Linked DNA regions of Mus musculus: all the other regions are linked to region 1. A link is a contact called in public promoter capture Hi-C data. All regions are on one chromosome and are shown on one strand. The core of a region is the stretch at or near the end of the contact, and the rest is flanking DNA. Distances in the headings are between cores, read along the strand shown.

Region 1 (5,162 bases), core at 1,429-3,928:
CACCAGAGGTAGTGGGAAAGAAAAGATACAGGGGAGGTGGACCTGTTTAGAAAGGTTCTTTAGAGCAACTCCCGCCTGTGTTGTCTGAAAATCTGCAGTTCAGTTCAGTTCACAGATTAGCAGCAACAGCTTGGTCCACTTGCAAACAATTCACTGATACACCAGTAGTCCAGTTCAGTAGAGTCAGGATAGCAACAACAATGGCACAACCTAATAGATAGCCAGGCCTCTGCCTCCGTACATGTCAACAGGAGGGACCCAAAGGGTCACCAGAAGTTCTTGGCTGTGCCTCTCTCAGGGAAGCGAAGATCAGCAAAGATGTGAGACCCACAAAGGTTGCACAGCTAGCTATACCAGCAAGCCAAGCTCTGTCTCCATCACTCTGTGGAGTCCTATTTATGCCCTCCAAACATCAGGTGTCCTCCATGTGGCTTGCCTCAGCGCGTGCATCCAGCCAGCCCGAGTCCGTGGAAGCAGCAAGAAACTGCAGTGAACCACCAGAAGTTTTTTGGTCCATTTCAATCTATGGAGTTCCAACAAATGTTGAAATTAATGTCAGTATTTGGGGCTGGAGACATGGCTCAGTGGTGAAGAGCACTGGCTTCACTTTGAGGACCCAGGTTCAGTTCTACACCTCCATTGATGGCTCACAGCAGTCTATAACTCCAGTTGCAGGGGATCCAGTGCCCTCTTCAGGCCTCCATTGGCACTGCATGCACAGGGTGCATCGATATCACAGCTATGAATGCAGGTAAAACACCCATACACATAAAATGATAAAATAAATATAAACATTAGAATATCATGAACTATAAAACAAACAGATTGAAAATATTACAGGATACTCAAGGAAAGAAAGATTTAAAATAGACGGGTGGGGAGAAAGTCAGCTAGGTGTGGTTGAAGCACACCTTTAATCCCAGCACTCAGGAGGCAGTTAGGCAGATCTGTCTGAGTTTGAGGCCAGCCTGATCTACAAAGCAAGGTCCAGGATACCCAGGACTGTTATACAAAGAAAACTGTCTCTAAATAAATAAACATAAATAAATAAATAAAATTTTAAAGTCAAACAATAATAGAAGAAAACGTCCCAGTTCTGGAGTGAGGGGTTCTTGAAAGACTTCATAGAATGCTGAGCAACTTTAAGAAAGACTTATTTACCTGTAGATAATCCTCTATAAAAATTTATTAGCTTTCAAGTTAAAGAAGATTCTAGAAGATTTTAGAAAAAAAATAATGCCTGGGTGTGATGATCCTGGAAGGCTGAGGTAGGACCCTGTGCGTTCACAGTAAGAACGAGTGTTAGGGAAGGGGCGCACAGACAGGAGGGATGGAGAGGGCAGGCAGGTGCACAGTGCAGAAACACAGCACACACCAACTGCCCTCGGTGTTCATCAGGACCACTGGGTCACTGGGCCACTTGTTTGTAGCCATGTAAGAACTAAGTTTTCTTCTCCTCATATAGTAAGTGAGCGAAGGCTGGAGCTCCACCGTGAGATTCCCATAGATGGTTGCAGAGTGCTGTTACCATGGTTACCACCTCTGCATCCTCTCTTGCCCTCCCCACTCATGCTGGTCCTCTCCTGACTTTGTCCCTTATTAGGCAGGGTCTCACTGTGTAGACCACAATGACCTGGAACTCTCTGTGGTGACCAGGTTGGCTTGAAATTCACAGAGATCCGCCTGCCTCTGCCTCTGAATGCTGGGCTCAAAGGTGTGTGCCAGCACTCCCAGACTTGATGTCTTTTTAAAAAGAAAATTTACATTCCGCATTGGAGAGAAAAATAAAAGCTATAATAGAAGACCAACGAAACATAAATAGGGCAGAAAAACAAAGAGAAAAACACGGATTGAAGAAAAATAGCAGGTTTAACTGAGAGTTCAGTTAAGAACCATTGGAAAACAGCCACACAGGGGACATGGGAGACAGACATCCCTGGCCGAGGCAGTGAGGAAAGGCTCTGAGCTCTCCTGTGAGGAGGAACTAGGCCTTCAGACTCTGAAGCACAAGTTTGAGAGTATATTTTCCTCAAGAAATGTTGAAGCTTTGTTCTATGTTCAACAATCCTAAGCTTAGTAGTACAGACGTACATGTGTGTCAGGCTACTGTCGCAGAGCTCACGTGTGGACGGAGCACAGGTGTCTGTCACAGATGAATGGGTGGCGGTACCGATGTAAAGTGGACGTAGAATTCCTTTAACTAACAACAGCTTAGTGGTCATGAGCCGTTTTTAGTTCATCCTTGTCCTACACTGTTTTATTTCTTCACTTAAAAGGATGAGCTTGCTGGGTTTAACAGTCTTACTCTCAGGACTTGAAATATATCATTCTAACTGACCATGGTGGCATATGCTGTAATCCTAGCACTTGGGAGACTGAGACAGGAGGATAGCCACAAATCTGAGGCCAGCTTGGGCTACATGGTGAATTCAAGGCAAGTCTGTACTGTATAGAGACCCTGTCTCAGAACACACAAACACACACAAGGAGCAGTAAGCAATAGTTTTTCCTTTATTGATACTTTGATGCCCAACATTTTGTCACCCTTGACCTCCATCCCTAACACTCATTCTTTTGTCTGACTTAGTGGTTTGTTGGCGATGCTTTCCAGTGTATTTGTGTTGGAATTATGTGAGGTTTTTATTTGCACGTTGGCTGGGTTTTAGATGTTGAAACTCTCTGTTCTCGTGCCTCACTTCTCATCGGGTCACTGCTGCTCCCTCACGCTACTGCTTTTGATCCAGGCCTGTGGAGTGGATGTTCAGTTCTTTGTCATCTCGGCTGCCTCAGTCTCTTGTGTTGAGCAGCTGTGGCTCTGTGGCGGAAGCTGCCTCTCCTTTTCATGATCCCTATGCTCTGGTGACGGGCATCCTTCCTGAAGCAGCCCACCCTCAGGCTCTGTCGCCCATCCCCCTCAGACTGGAGGAAGCCAGCTGCCCTAAGAGAGTGTGTTGGGCTTTCCATTCTACTCCTTCCCATCCTAGGTGCCAGAGATGCAGTTGCCAGCTGTCCCTAACTGTCCTGTGTCAGTTCTGTCCCTCTGTGCCTCTTAGCTGTCTTGTCACCTTTGTGGGTCCTGACTGTTTCCATCTCTTTCTCTTCCCAGAGTAAAATCTGTCCTTTGTCACCTGACTCTTTGTTCATGGTTGTTTCCAAGAGGCAGCTTCTGTGCCCCACCTTACCTACAGTTCCCCTCCATGTCCTGGCTTTAATGGTCACCATGTAAATTACAAACCTGCCTAGGTTTATAAATGTACAACACTGCATTTTCTGTAATGTAATGATCCCTTTGATGATAAGCACTGGAGTTTTAAGTCTGACCTTTGAACTCAGGCATTCCCCCTGTCTTCTCTGGTTACTGGTTCCTTTTGCCACAGAATCTGACAGAAGACTTGCGTGTGTGTTGAACAGTCTGCTAAGCAGCACTGGCTGTCCGCTGCACTTGAGGCTTACTTGTAGCATATGGTAATTGCGACAGTGAACATGAGAGCGTTGAGTCATGATACTGGCCCTGTTCCTAGATTATGTAATAGCAGACAAGACATTGACTTGATTTGGGCCTGTTTCCTCACTGAGAGTAAAGTGTTCTTACTTGATCATCGAATCTGTGATGCTGCCGTATAATCTAAATTGTTAAGTTAAATTTTATGAGAGATACATGTTATTCTACTCAGCTCTTGCCAAATTCTGTAAGAATATGTAAAAAATAAAGATGGGAAGAGGGAGGGAGGGAAGGAGGGAGGGAGGGAGGGAGAGAGAGAGAGAGAGAGAGAGAGAGAGAATGAATTGATTGATTTATAAAATTTAAAGAATTTACAAATTTTGGCTTAACTTTTCAAACTTTTACTCCAGGGAAGACACAAAGCTCCATATTAGAGATGATCGATACTAAAGTGTGAAGCATGACTGTTTTTAAAGTATAGTAGACAAGGAGTGCCTACCAGTATACACAGTATACACAAGACTTAATCCCCAGAACTAAATAAAGCCAGATGTTGTCTTACACATCTGTAATCTCAGCACAGAGGTTAGGGATAGGAGGGTTGGGCGTTGAAGATCATCCTTGGGCTATGTTTTGATGTGAACTGTCTCCCACTGTGTGTGTGCGTGCGTGTGTGTGTGTGCGTGCGTGTGTGTGTGTGTGTGTGTGTGTGTGTGAATGTGTGTGTGTATGAACAGCTGGTCCCAGCTGATGATGCTGTGACGGATGCTGTGGGACCTTTAGGAGGAGCCTTGCTAGAGAAGTAGGACATTGGAGCAAGCCCTGGGGTGGGGTTTTATAGCCTGGCCCACTTCCTGTCCATTCTGTGCATCCTGACTGTGGAGGTGACCACTAGCCTGGGATAGCAGGTGTGCAGTCCCACACAGGTTATACAGTGGTGGGGTTTGAACTAGGGGCTTGCAGAGCATTCTAGCAGCTGAGCTGTATCCCAAGCCCTGGGCCCAGCTTTCATGCTCATATGTTGATTGAGTTGGTGAAATCTTCCATTCTATGTCTTACACACACGCACACACACACACACACACACACACACACTCCTAGGTGTCTGTGTTGCCAAAGCCTTGGAATCCTTTCTGTGCTGTCCTGGTTGCTGTTAGTGGAGGGGAGTTTGGAACTTGGTTTGCTCAGTGGGTAATTCTCATTACTTTTTGTCTTTTCAAGGCTAAAAAGGCTGTGAAAACATCAATATGTAACATTTAAAAAAAAAAATCAGTGTTAACATTGAGAGCTTTCATCCCAGGGAATTAGCAGAATCCAGCAGTGTTATAATCCGTAAGGAGAGTAAACTTGCAAGGCCTGTTTCCCCAGGTATGTGCAACCCTCGGAATTACAGCGACACCCCGCCCACATCCAAGAGCACCGTGGAGGAGCTGCACGAGCCCATTCCGTCCCTGTTCAGGGCGCTGACGGAGGGCGACACCCAGCTGAACTGGAACATCGTCTCCTTCCCTGTGGCAGAGGAGCTGTCACACCATGAAAACCTAGTCTCCTTCCTAGAAACTGTGAACCAGCTGCACCACCAAAACGTGTCTGTTCCCAGCAACAATGTCCACGCCCCCTTCCCCAGCGACAAAGGTACCCGTTCTACTCTGCTGTCCCTGTGGTTAGGACTTCCGAGGTCTGGTGTCTATTTGAGTCAGACTCTAACTATTCTCTATCG
Region 2 (5,162 bases), core at 1,855-4,354, 210 kb after region 1:
AATGTATCAGTTACTTTCCTTACTGCAGTAAGCAAATACAAGACAACTTGAAGAAGGAAGAGTTTATTTTGGTTCACAGTTGCAGATGGATTGGTCCATGGCTGCTTGGCTTTCTGTGTTCGGACAGAATACCTTGGCAGCAGGAGCATATAGTGGAAGTGAGCTGTTGCTAGCCTTGTAGGGGTCAAGAAACAGAAAAGGAGAAGACAGGAAGAGGCTGGGACAAGATAGAGCATCTAAGGACACGCCCATTGTGACTCGCTTCCTCTACCTAGACCCTCTTCCTACTTTTCAATAATGTCCTCATATGATAAATGCTTCAAAGGATTCATCTATTCATCATCAGGTCAGAGCCCTCATGATCTAACAGTTTCTGGAAATGCCCCTGTAGACACACCCACAGGTGTGTTCCACTATCCCATTAGGTATCTGTCCACCACAGCCAAATTGGAGAATTGAGAGATCCGTGGATGTGGAGCACAGAGGGTGTGGCCACCAGCCAGGTACATGCTATGGGGTCACGGTCTCAAGCTTCAGGATATCTGAAGACTTATTATTATTGTTATTTCGGGAAGCTCTAGGGGTGCAGCTTTCATGCCCGGACAGATAAGGCCCACCTTATTTGCCTTGCTGGATTGTCTTACCTGCCTGACCCTGTGGACATCCCAGTTAAGTCCCTGACCTAAGAGTGAATTGTGATGGTTTCCTCAGGTCAGAGCACACAGGTAGCCACAGAGCTGCAAACTTGACTCAGATCAAACCTAGCAGAGTTGGGTGTATGGCCTTAGTCATACAGTGCTTGTACAGCATGGATGTGCGCTGCCAAAACCAACCAGACAGGCAGATGACAAAGCAAGCCAGTCTGTGCTATAAGCTACCCAGTTCTTCCTATCAGAATCATGGTTGTAAAAGAGCCTCATTTCTCATCAGCGGCATTAACCCACATCACCGCAGTGACACACTGATTGTGAAGTGCACTGACTCAGAGGCAGCTATGCCACGGGCTATGTCCAGGCATGAAAGCTGCATCCCTTGAGCTTCCTGCACAGCCTGCACACACGATCATGTATGCAGCAGCTCTGTGAGTAGGTGTTTCTTCCCCACAGAAGTTGTGATCTTGTGAAACTTGTTTTACTATATTACAGAAGAGTATTTACTGGGGGAGGGTGATGCTTGCACACACAGCACAGTGCACACGTGGAGGTCAGAGGACAACTTGAAGGAGTTGATTCTCTCCTTCTATCCTGTGGGTCCTGAGGGTCAAACTCAGGGTTTCAGGCTTGGTGGCACACACTGTGTTATGAGTCTACTCAGTGTTCCATGGTGGATGCTATGTTCTTGTATAACTTTCTATAGACCTAATTTTTTTTCTTTTCTGTTTTATTTTTTAAAGATTTATTTATTTATTTCATGTATGTGAGTACACTGTTGCTATCTTCAGACACACCAGAAGAGGGCATTGGATCCCCATTACAGATGGTTGTGAGCCACCATGTGGTTGCTGGGAATTGAACTCAGGACCTCTGGAAGAGCAGTCAGTGTTCTTAACCACTGAGCCATCTCTCCAGCCCACTGTTTTTTGGTTGTTTTTGTTGTTGTTGTTTTTAAATGAATGAGATACTTTAGCCCATAGAAGAAAGTCTATTAAATTATTAAATATTCTGTGTATTTGGTTTTTACCCCTTTATGAGCACTAAGAAAATAAATGCTTATTCAGAGAAAATAGGTAGATAAGGATAGCCAGTAGTTTCTGACTCATGCCTTGAAGTCCCTCCTTTGTGATAGAAGCATACGTGTGTTTTGTTTTTTATCCCTCTGCTGGATATTCTGTGTCAACTTGACACAGGCTAAAGTCATCTCAGGAGAGAGAACCTCGATTGTGAACATTGCTCCATAAAATAGGACTATAGGCAAGACTGTTGGACATTTTCTTAATTAGTGATGGATGTGGGAGGGCCCAGACCATTGTGGGTGGTGCGATCTCTGTCCTGGGTTCTATAAGAAAGCAGGCTGAGCAAGCTATGGGGAGCAAGCCAGTAAGCAGCACCCCTTCATGGCCTCTGCATCAGCTTCTGCCTCCAAGTTCCTGTCCAGTTTGACTTCCTGTCCAGACTTCCTCCAATGCTGAACAGCGATGTGGAAATGTAAGCCAGTAAACCCTTGCTTTGGTTGGTATTTCATCATAGCAATGCAAACCTTGACTTAGGCAATCCCTACATTGATGCAGATAGGTTGAGATTTAGATCTATTCTTCCATTACTTGCTGCTGGTATTGAATGTCAGCACAGGGACTATGGTAAGACAGCTTTCTTTTCATACTGTTTTGAAGTCAAAGTCTTAAAGTGATAAGACATTTTTTTCCTCATACTTGTTTTAATAGTAAGGCTTTAATATCTAAGGCTAGACATTCAACATTTCCCTGATACCCAGAGACTATTACTCTAGGACAATTGACTCTGTTTCTACATGCATTTTCTTTTATTATGTTTATTTATTTTATGGGCATGAGTATTTTGTTTGCATGTACTTATGCACAATACGTAAGTGCAGTGCCTAAGGAAGCCAGAAGAAGGTATTGGATCCCTTGGAAATGAAGTTACAGATGGCTGTGAGCTCCTGTGTGAATGCTGGGGCCCAAACTAAGGTCCTCTGCAAGTGCCTTCGGTACTCTTAACCTTTGAGCCATCCCTCCAGTCTACACACTTTCATGAAGCTTCCACTACCCCACCTTAGCTCCAGGAACTAGCAGCACTACCAGCCCTGACCCAGCTTCCTGTGAATCCATGGATAAAAGACACACAGACACACACAGGTTGCTCATTTTCAACTAGCCTTCTGACACAATTGCTGGGTGCTGCTATCTCCCGTCTGGAAAAGTGTGCCCTTATCAGTATTCTTAGCTCTGTACCTCCCACCTGCCCTAAACTTTAGTTGATCAGTTACATCTAGTCCCTGTTAACATCCCTGACAGACACACAGGCTGCCACTCCTCCCTCGATCTCACATGGCTTCTTGGCTTTTCTCTCTCTGAAGCATGGTGAACTCCTCCCTTGCATCTGTCTCTTTTCCTCCAGGGAGTCCTGCCTATTCCTTCTGCCCAGCAATTGGCCCATGACTTCTTGACTGACAGATCAAGAACCCACTGGGAACGGGACAGCATCAGAACCACCCCTGCACACACATTTTGTTTTGTTTCGTTTTGAAACTTCAGCTGGATTATATAAAATACAGACCTTTTATCTGCAGTGGCCTCTCTCTCATTACTTCTTGTTTAGGGACAAGGGTTCTTAGGGTCATTTTGAGGCATAATAACAGGAACTGAGGCTCCTAAGTCTGTGGAGTTTCGATGATGCAGAATGGTTGACTCTCTTTTCAGGGCATCTTTCATGACCAAAACCGTGCCTTGTGGAAATGAACTTCACAAATTCCTCATCTGGGACACCGCTGGCCAGGAGCGGGTAAGTACATGCTACTTCTGGCTTTCTAGGGACAAAATGGAGCCAGCTTCTGCATTAATATACACACATGCATGTACACACACATATACATACACACACGTGCACGCACACACATATACATACACACAAGTGCACACACACACACACATGCATGCACACACACAAATACATACACACACGTGCACACACACGCACTCACACACACACACACATGAAAGGTTTATTTCACCATCTGAAAACAACTGCTAGGTGATACAGTCCAAGAAATAAAAAGCAAATAGGTCATTTTAAACAAAACTTTGCTTCTCACTTAAATTTGAATAAGCATGGTATTTCTAGAAGTTGGTATTGAAACCAAGATTGCTTTACAGAAAAATACAGATTCTGCATTTTCGTTGGCTGTAGTTTTCTGTCATGGCCTCCATCTGCTTCGTAGATGAGGGGTGAGGACTGTACTTAACTATGAGTATCAAAGTAACAAATATCAAAAATGTAATAGGAATTATGCTGGCTTAATAAAGTGGTGATTGAGCCAGAGCAGCACGTTGTTCTTCAGTGACAGGGTCCTAAGTGAGAGGTGGCCAGGAAATGAGACGATAAAGAAGATAGGAAAGGGGCTGGAGAGATGGCTCAGTGGTTAAGAGCACCAACTGCTCTTCCAAAGTCCTGAGTTCAAATCCCAGCAACCACATGGTGGCTCACAACCATCTGTAACAAGATCTGATGCCCTCTTCTGGAGTGTCTGATGACAGCTACAGTGTACTTACATATAATAAATAAATGTCTTTTTTTTTTAAAGATAGGAAAGTTTGAGATAAGGAGGTTTTGAATAAGCTCGTGGCTCTTAAAAGCAGGCTAGTAGGAAGTACAGTATCTTATATATTACTTTCTGGGGTTGAAAAACAAAAACAAAACAAAATGGTCAAAATCAGGAGAAATTATCATACAATGGGACAAAGTCAGCAAGAAACTTAGCAAAGTGTTACACAAGGGGAACACAGCAGCATCCCAAGAGCATTGCAGATGGAGTGCACACAGCAGCCTCGGGGCTTAGAACCATAACCCCATATTGTGGGAAGTGTTGGAGTCTCAGGATCTGAAGCCTAAGCCGCCTCACGGTGCTCACCCCAAAAATGTTCCCGGTTTCAGGGAGGGAGCTGTTTTCCTTCTCCATACACCACGGTCTCGTCGGGGAAGCCTTGGATCCTCAAGCCCAGCCCTTGACAATGGGTTCTCTGCCACAATCCAGGACTTCTCTAGCCCTGGGTACCTGGCTAGGTTTCCAGAACGAGGCTTGGTCTCCCTCTTCTTGAGTGGGTCTTAAGTCCAATCAGAGAGCTGTGGGTTGCTGGCCAGGTGTGTGCACCACCTCTAGAGTCACCGTGCTATGCTGGCTGTTGTGGCCCCTGGGCATCTTAGTTGAGAGGGCCTGTTGTTTGCTTTCAGATCAGTTCCAGCCCAACAGCCTCTGGGCCATGTTTCTAAAGTGTATTGTACTTAGGGGAACACCTCAACATGGGCCCACTGAGGTCTCCCCCAGACCTCCCACATTATAGAACACAATGCCTGGTTGGGATTGAGTTGGGATTCTGAGCCCTCATCTATGCCCATAATCTGAAGGTTTTGTTTTTGCATGAAGTCCCATGCTTCCTGAATGTTCCTTTTCTGATTATTATTATTATTATTATTATTATTATTATTATT
Region 3 (5,162 bases), core at 1,129-3,628, 130 kb before region 1:
ACGCCAACCTTACTTTTAGAGTTTTTTGATACTGATTTCCATAGTCCTATCTGTACTGTACTTAAATATCCACTAACTATATAAAGATTCTGCTCTGCATTGTAAAAATCACCTTGTATCACAGTCTATTTGATTTTGAGTACCCTCTCCCATTTTCTAATTTTTATAAGTACATTTGTCATCAAAGTGAAGGTATACACTTTATGTTTTTAATTATATACATGATGTATGTGCGCATGTGTCACACGCGCGCACACACATACACACGTTGAGTTCTGAAGACAGAAGCCTATGAAGTCAGATCACTCTTCCTAGCTTTACCCCTAGGGTTCTAACATAGGTGCAGACTTTCAAGGCCAAGTTCTTTGCCCACTGACCCATCTTGCTGGCCCAAGTGTGTGTTACTTTTTTTTTTTTTTTGGTTTTTCGAGACAGGGTTTCTCTGTGTAACCCTGGCTGTCCTGGAACTCACTCTGTAGACCAGACTGGCCTCGAATTCAGAAATCCGCCGGCCTCTGCCTCCCAAATACCACCGCGCCTGGCGTGTGTTTACTTTTAAAGAATTCTTTTAAAGTGACAACGACTTTGAAAAATATATTTCCTTTTATTTTATGTACATTGGTGTTTTGCCTACTTGTCTGTCTGAATGAGGGTCTCACTGGAATTGGAGTTACAGACAGTTGTGAGCCACCATGTGGGTGATAGGAACCCAGGTCCTCTGGAAGACCAGCCAATGCTCTTAACTGCTAAGCCATCTTTCCTGCCCTGTGCCATTGAGTTTTGTAAAGGAATAAACTGTGAGCAATATTTAGAATATAATAAGGATAATTCATAAGTAGTATGATATGTTTAAAACAGATAGGCTGTAATAATGTACTTTGGTAAAGAATGGGAGAGAAGACCATTAAACAGCCTGTTTAAAAAACAAGAAGAAAACTAGGCCTGGAAAGATCCTTAAGAGCACGTGTTCTTTCCGAAGACCTGATTTTAGTTCCTGGTTCTCACATGGCTGCTAACACCATGTACAGTTACAGTCCTGCAGCCTTGATGGCTTCTTCCGGCTGTTCCACAAAAGTGACGCATACACATGCTTGCAGGCAAGACAGCCACACACATAGAAATGACTACTCTTAGAGCTCGACGTGGTAGTGCACACCTTTAATACTCATAAGGCCGAGGATGACAGACCTCTTGTGAATTCAGGTCCAATCTGGTCTACATAGTAAGTTCTAGATCAGCCAGGGCTATACAGTGAGATCTTGCCCCAAATGAATGAATGAATGAATGAATGAATGAATACAAAATAATTAAAAAAAAAAAAAGAAATCTCAGGGCGGGAGAGATAGCTCAGAAGTTAAGAGCACTGACTGCTCTTCCAGAGGACCCTGGTTCAGTTCCCAGCACACACATCGCAGCTCACAACTGTCTATAACTCCAGTTCCAGGGGATCCAACACTCTCAACACAGATATATGTACAAGCAAAACACTAATGCATATTAAAAAAATAAATCACTTAGAAAAATTGAAATCTCCTTAAGTGATTTAAATGGTACAGAAAATAGAATACTAAATGTAAGGCTGAACATTTCAAATTCAGCTTCAGCTCTGGATGTACTCCCCAGAGGTAATTTTATCTCCATCTCTGCATGTAGTTTTCCAACAGTCGCTTGTCTTTTCCTCTGACTTGCTGGGAGTCTCCTTTTAAAGTGTATTCCCAGTGTATCTCTACCTTCTGTAATGAATTCTTCACTCTTCTCCTACTGACTCTGTTGTGCATTGTATATAGCAGTTAACAATTTCTGGCCAGGGAACATGTTAAGATTGCAAACGTGACCGAAAAATTTACTTTGAAAAAGTGTTTTTATTTTTCTTTTGAGCTGTTCTCACTATGTAGTCCTGCCTGGATGGCCTGGGACTTGCTGTGTATACAGGCTAGGCTTAAATGGAAGAGATCCACTGCCTGTCTCCAGAGTACTGGGATTTACTTTGAAATTTAATGAATGTTTTACTTCCACTCTGTTGGGTATGCAGAGGAGATTTGATAACGTTAGACTGAGAGCCTCCTAACAAAAGGATCATTTTAAGGTTGGTCTGGTAGCGTTGTGTAGTGGGTCTGTGAGGCAGCAGAGAAGGCGGAGGCATTTGGAGTGATCTTTCCCTCCTCGTAACTATGTGTTACTGAGACTTTCTTTTACCTTCGGGAGCCTACTGGTTTGTAAAAGGAGAACGGGCGAGAGTTGCTTTTAGGATTTGGAGGTTGTGCTCCACCTCTTCTGGAATCTAAGCTTTTTCCTCTGTCAGTGGAAAAGTGACTGGAGTTGATACCAGATACTTTGAGCCTTGGTGATTTTTCTTTACTTTCTTTTGCCAAGAATGGAGGGGAAGGTACCATTTCCTTTTGAGCTACTGCAGCCCTCTACTGGATTGTGGGGGTTGCAGCAATTTTAGAATCTGTTAGGGCAAAAAGAGCATTAGTGAACTTAAACTTGCTTTGGCAAGTCATCTATACCAACACTTTTTCCCATTATTTTATTTACTTACTTCACATCCCAATCGCAGCCCCCCACCCTGCCCCCCTCTCCTCTCAGTCCTATCCTCACAAACCCTCTCCCCCTAATATACCTCCCCTTCTGAGAGTACCAACCTGGCACATGAAGTTGCAGCAGGACTAGAGGCATCCTTTCCCACTGAGGCCAGACAAGGTAGCCCACCTAGAGGAAAGGGACCCGAAGGCAAGCAACGGCCCCCCTCCAATTATTAGGGGACCCACATGAAGACCAAGCGGTACATTTGCTGCATACGTGCAGGGGACCTAAGTCCAGCCCATGCATGCTCTTTGGTTGGTGGTTTAGTCTCTGTAAGACCCCATGGGCCAAGGTTAGTTGACTTTGTAGGTCGTCTTATGGTGCCCTGCACCCCTCCAGATCCATCAGTGCTCCCCTAATTCTTTTCTTTTTTTATTAGATACTTTCTTTATTTACATTTCAAATGTTATTCCCCCTTCTGGGTTTCCCCTCCTAAAACCCCCTATTCCCCACACCCTTGCTCACCCCCACCTCCTGACCCTGGCAATTCCCCTATACTGGGGCATAGAACCTTCACAGGACCTAGGGCCTCTCCTCCCATTGATGACCAACTAGGCCATCCTCTGCTACATATGCAGCTAGAGCATGAGTCCCACCATGTGTTTTCTTTGGTTGGTGGTTTAGTCCCAGGGAGCTCTGGGGGTACTGGTTAGTTCATATTGTTGTTCCTCCCATGGGGCTACAAACCCCTTCAGCTTCTTGGGTACTTTCTCTAGCTCCTTTCCTCTGTGCTCAGTCCAATGGATGGCTGTGAGCATCCACTTCTGTATTTGTCAGGCACTAGCACAGCCTCACAGGAGACAGTTATATCAGGCTCCTATCAGCAGGCTCTTGTTGGCATCCAAAATAGTGTCTGGTTTTGATGGTTGTTTATGGGATGTATCCCCAGGTGGGGCAGTCTCTGGATGGTCCTTCCTTCAGTCTCTGCTCCACACTTTGTAACTCCTTCCATGGGTGTTTTGTTCCCCATTCTAAGAAGGAACGAAGTAGGCCGGGCATGGTGGCGCATGCCTTTAATCCCAGCACTCGGGAGGCAGAGGCAGACAGATTTCTGAGTTCGAGGCCAGTCTGGTCTACAAAGTGAGTGCCAGGACAGCCAGGGCTACACAGAAAAACCCCGTCTCGAAAAAAACAAAAAAACAAACAAACAAACAAACAAAAAAGGAACGAAGTATCCACGCACTGGTCTTCCTTCTTCTTGAGTTTCATGTGTTTCATGAATTGTATCTTGGTTATTCCGAGCTTCTGGGCTTGAGTGCATATCATGTGTGTTCTTTTGTGATTGGGTTACCTCACTCAGGATGATATCCTCCAGAACCATCCATTTGCCCAAGAATTTCATAAATTCATTGTTTTTAATAGTTGAGTAGTACTCCATTCTGTACCACATTTTCTGTATCCAATCTTCTGTTGAGGGACATCTGGGTTCTTCCCAGCTTCTGGCTATTATAAATAAGGCTGCTATGAACATAGTGGAGTATGTGTCCTTATTACAAGTTGGAGCATCTTTTGGGTATATGCCCAGGAGTGGTATAGCTGGGTCCTCAGGAGTACTTTGTCCAATTTTCTGAGGAACCACCAAACTGATTTCCCAAGTGGTTGTACCAGCTTGCAATCCCACCAGCAATGGAGGAGTGTTCCTCTTTCTTCACATCCTCTCCAACATGTGTTGTCACCTGAGGTTTTGATCTAGTGGGATCCAGCTCAAGGGGAGGGCCCAAGGCCTGACACTATTACTGAGGCTATGGAGCGCTCACAAAAAGGGACCTATCATGACTGCCCTCCGAAAGACCCAACAAGCAGCTTAAAGAGTCAGATGCAGATATTTGCACCCAACCAATGGACAGAAGCAGCTGACCCCTATTGTTGAATTAGGGAAGGCTGAAAGAAGCTGCAGGAGGACCAGCAGTGTCAATTAATCTGGACCCCCGAGATCTCTCAAACACTGGACCACCAACCAGACAGCATACACCAGCTGATATGAAGCCCCCAACACACATACAGTAGAGGACTTCTGGGTCTATGTTCATTCAGAGATGATGCACTTAACCCTCACGAGACTGGAGGTCCCAGGGTGTTTAGAGGTCAGGTGCAGTTCGGGGTGGGAGCACTCCCATCCACGTGGAGACCGGATGGGGAGGGGAGGAGGTGTGGGATATGGAGCCGTCGGAGTGTGGATGGGGGAAAGGAATATGGAGTGTAAAAAATAAATTAAAAATAAAAAAGTCTCAAAAAAAAAAAAAAAGAAAGAAGAAAAGAAAGCTGGCTGTAACAGCTGGCCTCTGATATTTCTAGGAGGCGCACTCTCAGGGCAAACTTCCTGTTCCTTTGGGCCTTACATACAGGCTTTGCTTTTCTGTAGTGATTCTGAGCTTTAGGTGCAGAATTTGTGCAGTCTTCTCAGTTGAGGCTGGTATTATACAGTCTCCTGTTCTACGTTTTCATTGGTTGTGTTTTCTGTAGTGGTCCTTGTCTGTTTCAAACAAGCTTCTTTGATAAGGGATGAGAACTTCATTTATGAATGGCTAGAAGCTAAACATTTAGATTATAGCTAGCTATCATGCTGTTTGGTAAAG

What was found. Capture Hi-C pulls out chosen DNA fragments and counts their contacts.
Region 2: a promoter capture Hi-C map of adipose tissue shows a contact between it and region 1. The contact joins two enhancer-like sites. A contact is called at or near these places in 1 of 484 Hi-C or Micro-C datasets (uterus) and 1 of 9 other capture datasets (adipose tissue).
Region 3: a promoter capture Hi-C map of adipose tissue shows a contact between it and region 1. The contact joins two enhancer-like sites. A contact is called at or near these places in 1 of 484 Hi-C or Micro-C datasets (Th1 cells) and 2 of 9 other capture datasets (adipose tissue and liver).

Annotation. Positions count from the first base shown.
Region 1 is chr17:65,929,462-65,934,623 of GRCm38.p6, reverse strand. It overlaps Twsg1 (twisted gastrulation BMP signaling modulator 1), which reads left to right. Exons shown (of 5, transcript NM_023053.3): 4 at 4,811-5,077. Among named protein-coding and RNA genes, the nearest start is that of Gm35550, 19 kb to the right of the region's middle. Within about 2 kb of position 2,678, at least 132 of the 459 cell types and tissues checked have an H3K27ac peak or open chromatin away from gene starts, as enhancers often do. A contact at or near this core is called in adipose tissue, where this site is marked.
Region 2 is chr17:65,715,778-65,720,939 of GRCm38.p6, reverse strand. It overlaps Rab31 (RAB31, member RAS oncogene family), which reads left to right. Exons shown (of 7, transcript NM_133685.2): 3 at 3,377-3,458. Among named protein-coding and RNA genes, the nearest start is that of Rab31, 54 kb to the left of the region's middle. Within about 2 kb of position 3,104, at least 21 of the 459 cell types and tissues checked have an H3K27ac peak or open chromatin away from gene starts, as enhancers often do. A contact at or near this core is called in adipose tissue, where this site is marked.
Region 3 is chr17:66,058,672-66,063,833 of GRCm38.p6, reverse strand. All of the region lies in intron 1 of Ankrd12 (ankyrin repeat domain 12), which reads left to right. Among named protein-coding and RNA genes, the nearest start is that of Ankrd12, 16 kb to the left of the region's middle. Within about 2 kb of position 2,378, at least 19 of the 459 cell types and tissues checked have an H3K27ac peak or open chromatin away from gene starts, as enhancers often do. A contact at or near this core is called in adipose tissue, where this site is marked.